Linked DNA regions of Zea mays: region 1 is linked to region 2. Evidence: chromatin contacts called from public Hi-C data. All regions are on one chromosome and are shown on one strand. Each heading gives the region's core, a stretch centred on a gene start, on an enhancer-like site or on the middle of the called end of the contact. The rest is flanking DNA. Distances are from core to core; before and after follow the strand shown.

Region 1 (3,917 bases), core at 244-2,743, 210 kb before region 2:
ATAGCGGCCTCGCGGACCGTCCGGGGTGCACGACCGGACCGTCCGCGACTGGGTCTGTCTGACATCTGACGATGCATTAAATGCAATATAGCCGTTGATATAGCCGTTACTGCTGACCGTTGCATTTTCAGCCGTTGATCTACAGGGGCGGACCGTCCGGACCTGGCGGGCGGACCGTCCGCGCTCAGCAGAATGGAGTAACGGCTAGGAAGTGGTTGGTGGCTATAAATACAACCCCAACCACCTCCATTCATAACATCCAAGCATTCCAACCTTCAACATTCAATACAAGAGCTAGCAATCCATTCCAAGACACATTCAAAGCCTCCATCTCTCCAAGTTTCACAATTGAGAAAAGAGATCATTAGTGATTAGTGACTTGAGAGAGAAAGTGATCTGTGTGTTATTTGTCGCTCTTGTCGCTTGGTTTTTGCAATTGTGCTTTCTTTCAATCTTCATTGCGATCAAACTCACTTGTAATTGAGGCAAGAGACACCAATCTTGTGGTGGTCCTTGTGGGAACTTTATGTTCCAAGCATTTGAGAAGAGAAAGCTCACTCGGTCTAAGGGACCGTTTGAGAGAGGGAAAGGGTTGAAAGAGACCCGGCCTTTGTGGCCTCCTCAACGGGGAGTAGGTTTAAAAGAACCGAACCTCGGTAAAACAAATCCGCGTGTCTCACTTCATTATTCGCTTGCGATTTGTTTTGCACCCTCTCTCACGGACTCTATTATATTTCTAACGCTAATCCGGCTTGTAGTTGTGATTATTTTTTGAGAATTTCAGTTTCGCCCTATTCACCCCCCCTCTAGGCGACTTTCACAACCAGGTCTCCTCGACCCAGATCTCTGCCCCGGAAGCGGAGGATGGGAGTGGTGGACGACGCCGGGTATGGAGGATGGGAAGGGGGCGCCATGTAAGGAAGGGAGCGCAGATGGTTGGGACCTCGCCGTGTAAGGAAGGGATGGCGCTTGGGATTGCCGTCCATTTTCGTCTCGGTGGAGGGTGGGAATGGTGGACAACACCATCAGTGGGGGAGCAGCTCTGATGGTATGAAGGGAGGGCGCCAGGTATGGAGGATGGGAAGGGGGCGCCATGTAAGGAAAGGATGGCGCGTTCTATGGAGATGGGAATGGTGAACGACGCCATCAGCGGGGGAGCTGCTCCGATGGGTTGTGGAGCGCTGTGGGGAGGATCGACGTGGGCTGGGACAGTGGGGCCTAGAAGGCATAGAGTAAAGCGCTGGAGGTCCATAAGGCAGAGAGAGGGGAGCGCTGGATGGCGTGGGCAGAACCGTGCACCATGGTCTACACTATGTTCTTATAGAGTAGTAAAGATTTGCTACCGGAGTTAATTGTTCGTGATTGCAGTAGAATCTGTCTGTTCAAACAAAACGCATCCTAGGGGAAAGAGAAAATTGCTGTCTCAAGAAAGAAAAAGAGAATTAAAATAGCCGTAAGTAACGTGAAGGGGCAAGAATTGCTCCGGTGGAATGGGAAAGCGAGGAAAAATAAAATAAACCCAGTAAAATAGGCAGTCGGCAGACCACGGGCCCCTTCGTCCACCTCCGGCCGAGCAGTGCCGACTGCCGCCACCTCTGAAAAACCCTAGCAAAAAAAAAAAAAAACATTGCCCAATCCAAATCCCCATTCCCTCCACTCCCAAAATTTCGAACTCCGAATCGAAGCTATCATGTGCGAGCGCTCACCTACCCCACGTTGACTAGAAGAACCGTCCGACTTCAACTTCCCAATTTTGCCTCCAAAAAATTCAAAATATTATTCGACCCCGCCGCCATCCCGTCCGCCCTACAAATCCCGCCAGCATGCGCTCCATGTTCGCCACTAGGTCGCTTCTCGCCGCTGCCGCCTCCGCCCCCACCGTCCTCCGCGCCAGCGCTTTCCCATCGCGTTCGCTGCTCCTCTCTCTGCCTTTCCCTCGGGGTCGTGCTGCCAGAAATATGCTTGGCGCGGCGAGGTCGATCTCTTCGGCCGCCCCGTCGCGAGTCGGAGGCCGTGCGGCTATGGAGGTCCGGGCGGCTCAGTCCGGCGAGATCCATGTCATCGTGGGCCCCATGTTCGCCGGCAAGACCACCGCGCTCCTCCGCCGGGTCCAGGCCGAGGCCGGCAACGGGAGGTACGGAAAAAAAACGCAGGCGACGCTGTGCCTTTCCCTTGCGATTACTTGTTTTGCTGACAGAGCGGGCCCGCCAGCTCGTGACCTCTCTTCCATGGATTTTTTTTTGGCTAAGACGCCAAGGTTTGGCTACGAGGAAAATAGGTCTTTTTGGTGTAACATATAATGTAATTACTTACTATCTGACCGTCACATGTTATGAGCTTACATTTGTCAATATGTTGCTATGGAAGCATTGTATTTGTCTTTTGTCCTGGTCTTCACCGTCCAGTGACGAAACGGTACATAATCTTAGCGTTTGTTATACGAAACTTCTGTAGACTCAGTCAAAGTACTGCCACAACAAATGAGCTTCTTTGGTAAGATATGTTGTTTTTTAGACTCCAAATTTCTGGTGCTTTTTCTGCAAGTCTTTACAATGAAATTTAGACAGTTTGTTTGACCATTCTCTAGGTTCTAGAACAGTTTGAAATTTCAGGTGTTCTGAGGTCACTGCTTTCGTGTTGAATTCATATACATCAATACATGTAATGCTAGGTGTACATCACAACATGTGAATACTGAAATTTGGTTGCCTTGACTGCTTCTATCTTGCATAAAAAAAATTCATTTCTGACCTTTTCATGGTGCCATTATAGGAGCGTGGCACTAATAAAGTCCGACAAAGACAACCGCTATGGATTGGATTCTGTTGTGACTCATGACGGTACAAAGATGGCGTGCTGGGCCTTGTCAGAACTGTCAAGTTTTCATGACAAATTAGGAATTGAGGCCTATAATAAGGTTTGATCAAAGACACGTTCTCTTAATTTGCATGCTGGTATCCTATCCATGAAGTCTACTATCAAGTACCATGCATATATTTTGAATAGTTCAGATTGGTGCATCTGGCATTATATTGTTAGTGCCCAACTGCCCATCAATAATATTTCTTGAACAACGAATTATTGAGAATCATGACAGTAAATTCAGCTGCTGGTGCTGGGGAAGTACACCACTTTAATTTGGAGTAATCATAGATTAAAAACAAGGGCAAGTTATAAAGAAGCATATGATGGTATTCTACTATAGCTTGAATATCTTATTATGGGTCAATTCTGATTCCAGAGTTTTAGTGACCCACCAAATTGAACAACTAAGCTTGTAGCTTTATAAATTTAGTTATTATGTTTAAGAGATGTGGTTATTTCCTTACTGGTTTACTGATGTTGTGCAATCAATTGCCAGTCCTTGTTCGATTGCTATTGGTTGTCTATTATGATCTAATCCCATTAGAACATATCACTAGCTGTAGTGCCTCAGCAGTGTTTCTTTAAAACTGAAACCTTCTGATGATAGACCTCTACAACATGTACAGCACAGGTAAACAGGCCTTCCAGAATATTAGGGCCCAAAAAGCAGTAGTTAATTGGATAGTTGTATAAATTGAGATTGTGAAGTAAAGCAGGACTGCAGCAGTCTTTACGCCAACCTTAATCCATCTCTCTGGCTTACTTCACCTCACAGACACGCATACTTCTTTTTCTATTCTCATTTTCTTGTGTCCTTTTACTCTCTTCTCAACCCTCATCTTTTAGCCCATAGAAGGGAAAAACAAGAAGGGAAATCATTTCTCATCTTAGTTTTGTTGATCATTGTTCTGTGGCCTCCTCTTTGTTGAAACTTGAGCTAAGCTTTTGCGTATTTTGCATGTTGTGTCTCCACAAATTCGGACATACATTGAACAACTCTTTCTTTAGCCATACACATAAGATGCCATGAGATTATGAGAAACTTTGCACCT
Region 2 (4,016 bases), core at 975-3,474:
CTATCTTTCCACAACAGATCCCCAAATACCATCTCCCCAAAATTCCTATGGCCTGCACGTCACCACACTGGTCCTCGACGATAGAGATGTCAATGTATCTGCGCTTCCGGAAGATAGTGCACACGCTCTCCCTGCTGGCGGGTCCCGACAGTTCTCGTACGTGGAGCTGAAGCAGGTGACCAAGGGCTTCTGCAACGTGGTGGGGGTGCGACATGTACATGACGGACGTACTACACAGAGAACGATTCGTCTTTCGAGCAGCAACAACTCACGGCGAAGAAGAACACGCTCGTGCGTGTGGATTGAAGGGGACGGATGCGGATAAAAAACTCACGCAAATATATTTGAGGAGAGGAGACGGATGCGGGACACCGAAACTTGTCAAGGATAAAAAACTGTTGGAGAAAAAAACCAAATTTCTCTCCTAATACCGGTTTTAGAGTAGGTTTAGGGCTAGTTTCAGAGCTAAAATAACAGAGGGGATTGGAGGGGTAACCCCTTTAATTCTCTTCAGTTTTGTGGCTACCAAAGTTAGTTTCACAATCCTATTTTTTCAAATAATTTATATTTTTTCAAAGAAAATTAGTTCATTTTTTCTTTAGAAAATGAAAATCGTTTAGAAAATTGAAATTACTAAACTAGCCTTTAAGTTTTCTTTTTGGTAGGGGTGAAAACGGATCGGGTATACCCGCCGGTACCGGATACGGATAGTGCAAATACCCGTTTTTCAGATACGGATTCGGGTATTTTTATATTCGGGACGGATACGGGTAATACCCGGATAGTGCATCTTCGGATTCGGGTCGGATACGGAGCTACTACTACCCGGTAAATACCCATATATTCGGGTCGGATACGGGTACCAGAAATTCGGGTACCCGTTTTTTCTTTTTCTGCATAATAATATAGTTATAAAATCATAACTTTTACATATGAAATCGGATGAAGATAAAGTTTATATGAAAATTGTAAAGCTCGAAGAGATCTATAACTTTGTAGTACATAACATTTTTGTTTAAACATATATTTAGGCCAAAATCATTGAAATAATGTCGAAATTTATATCAAAATAATAGACTTTATCATTTTCATGGGGACTTAAGATTATCTCCATGTGGGAACTTAAGAATATCTTTTTATAAACTATTTATTAATATTGGTAACTTATTTGTAATTTTCGGTCGACGCTACAATATTTTTATGATTTTCTATAACAAGAAATTAGTAATACACTAAATAGCCTAAAAAATTTATGAATTTTTACAGGGACACAACATATATCCACATATAGTTCTAAAAAACATTTAGACTATAAAATCTATAAGATGTTGGTGTTTCTTCCATTCCACTCCCACTTATTGTATGAGTTACACGTGAAATCATTTTATGTATCGAAGTTTCAACATAATCAATATTTCACTTATCATTTTCATGTGGGGACTTGAGGTTATATTTGAATAGAATGTTTATTTGTTTTGGTAAGTTTTTTGCAATTTTGGGTCAAAACTAGTGTATTTTATGAATTTTTATTATAATTTGATGATTTTATGTAGAAAAAAATTAATAATGTATAAATAACCTCAGAAATCCATGAAATTATACGAAGGCACAACATATGGCCACACATAGTCATCAAAAATAATGGGACCATAAAATCCACAGGATGTCAACGTTTCTTCTATTTTATTTCTACTTATTGCGTGAGTTACACGTGAAATCACTCTAAGTATCCAAGTTTCAACATAATCAATACTTCACTTTACCATTTTTATGTGGGAACTTGAGATTATCTTCTATTAAATATTTATTAGTATTGATAATTTACTTGTAATTTCGTGGTCGAACAAGAATATTTTATGATAACCAATTAATGCATTATCCGACAAGTATCCGATATCCGATCACATAATGTCTGTATCCGTCACTTATCCGCCCGGATAAATATCCGGTCCCTGTATCCGTATCCGTCCCGTTTTCAACTATCCGTATCCGATCCCAAATCCGTTTTAAATACATTAGGGTAGGATACATGATGAGCTAATATCCGTCCGTATCCGCCCGTTTTTACCCCTACTTTTTGGAGTTGCTGTTAGCAACCAGCCAGGGCGCTGTCTGTCAGGCAGGCAAGAGGCAAGCCCATTCTCGCCGTCTGGAACAGCCGGACAGGACCACGCCGGCCGCGGAGTTAACGGCACAGCGTCGTTTCAAAGCTAACCTCCCGCTCTTTCCTTTCTCTGAATCCCCTGCCTTCTCCTGCCTCCCCGTCCAAGATCCCCAAAACTACCGCCGCGCCGCCGCCGCCACCATGCCTCTGTCACACCGGAACCTCCTCCTCTTCATTCCCTCTGTCATCGTTCTCGTTGTCACCTCCGCCGCCGCCCTATCCGTCTCCACCCCGGTTGAGCTCACAGGTAAGTACGCCTCTTCCCACCATCGAACCCTTCAAGGCCCTAACCCTAGTCCGCCCTCTCGTAGTCACCTCGCATCCGCCGGCCTCCGTCCACCTCCCGCACGCGCGACCCCTCGCCGGTGGCGGTACCGCCGGGCCCTACTGCACGCGTGTTCTCCTCCAAGGCCGCCCCTCCCGCATCCGCGACCCGTCTCGCTTCTTCCACGCGCTTCGACTCCGCGCCAACGCCACCCGCCCCCACGGCCTCGAGCTCTGCTTCCACAGGTTAGTGAGACGGGGAACTGAACTCCAAGCTTCCGTGGCGTGTATCGCTAGCATCTGTGCCTCGGGCTAATTTCTTTGGTTGGTGCACTTTGTGTTTGTAGAAATGCCACAGTGGGGCCATGCAAGTGCGCCGCGTCCCAATGGCAGAAAATGCCCAAGAGCGGGCTCTGGATGCAGGTCATCTCACCATACGACTACCGGATTCTTGATTTCCGAATGCCTGCTGACCCTTCGAGGTCTGTTGTGGTGTCCACTGAGGAAGGCATGATTTCTTCCGTTTCCTTTTTCTGTTGCAGTTCTAGTTTGTTTCCCTCTGTTTCCTGCAGTTCTTGTTTGCAGGGTGTGATGTGTCTTTTGTTGTTGTGTATGCAGAATTCTTGCTCCACAGGGTGGTGTTCTTTGTCGTAGGATTGGTGCTCATGGTGGTGGCACACACATTGAGCGAGTCTGTAGTGTTCTACTATGGTGGAGCAATGACTATTGGCATTTTCCTTGTGATACTGATTATACTCTTTCAGGTAGCTTATAATCCTCTTCACTCTGCTCTATATATCAGTAGTTGAGCACTTCAGCTGATGGTTGGTATTGATAATGGTGGTTGGTGCCATTCTTGTAATGGTTCAGTGGAGCTCACTTACTGTCTTATATGAAACTACCATTTGGATTATGAAGTATTTGAAGGTTACATACGAATGTCTTGGGAGAAAATCCCAAATTTGCAATGTACTCAAACTAATATATAACTTCGGAAAAAGGCTCCCTCAGTGTCAATAGTGATTTGTACCTATGTTTTTTTTAAGATGACAGTATTACTGTAGTTGATTGGCAATGCTGTGTGCCACTAGTTATAGTCACAAAGTTCATTCTTTTCTTAATGAAGCTTGAAGCTACATAATTCAAGTTATTCTATATCAGTTGTATGCAGCCTTAACACATGAATCTAACTTTGGGTGTGTTCAATAGGAAACTTAAGTTTTGTCTGTTATTCAGTCAATCATTTTGTGGGCACAACCTGCTTACTTGACCTTTTTTTCATATCTACTTTCAGGGAATGAAGCTTTTACCAACTGGTAGAAAGAGTTCTCTTGCTATTTTTGCATACTCCTCAGTCGTAAGTATTGTTTAAAATATTGACAGGATTTCCACTTTGGTTTCAACTTTACACCTCTAGATCACTCATGTGGCAATTTTTCAACAACAGGTTGGCATGACGACATATTTTCTTCACTATTTGTCGGGTATGCTGCGCTCAGTTCTTGTGGAAATTGGGATTGCTGAAGACATGCATAATCCTGTATGTAAGTTCTTCATTTAGGTTCTCATCTGGTATTTCTGACTTATT

What was found. Hi-C and Micro-C count contacts between places; a contact is called where the count stands out from the background.
Region 1: a Hi-C map of leaf shows a contact between it and region 2, with 6 times the contacts expected there. The contact joins the promoter of LOC100144301 here to the promoter of LOC100216980 in region 2. A contact is called at or near these places in 3 of 25 Hi-C or Micro-C datasets (ear, leaf and tassel) and 1 of 3 datasets of contacts at active chromatin or transcription factors (leaf).

The regions. Positions count from the first base shown.
Region 1 is chr1:79,972,453-79,976,369 of Zm-B73-REFERENCE-NAM-5.0, reverse strand. LOC100144301 (thymidine kinase) reads left to right here and starts at 1,493. Exons shown (of 4, transcript NM_001309852.1): 1 at 1,493-2,134; 2 at 2,773-2,917. The coding sequence starts at 1,824.
Region 2 is chr1:79,766,689-79,770,704 of Zm-B73-REFERENCE-NAM-5.0, reverse strand. It overlaps LOC100216980, which reads left to right and starts at 2,224. Exons shown (of 10, transcript NM_001143359.1): 1 at 2,224-2,411; 2 at 2,476-2,674; 3 at 2,776-2,936; 4 at 3,047-3,192; 5 at 3,723-3,785; 6 at 3,876-3,968. The coding sequence starts at 2,306.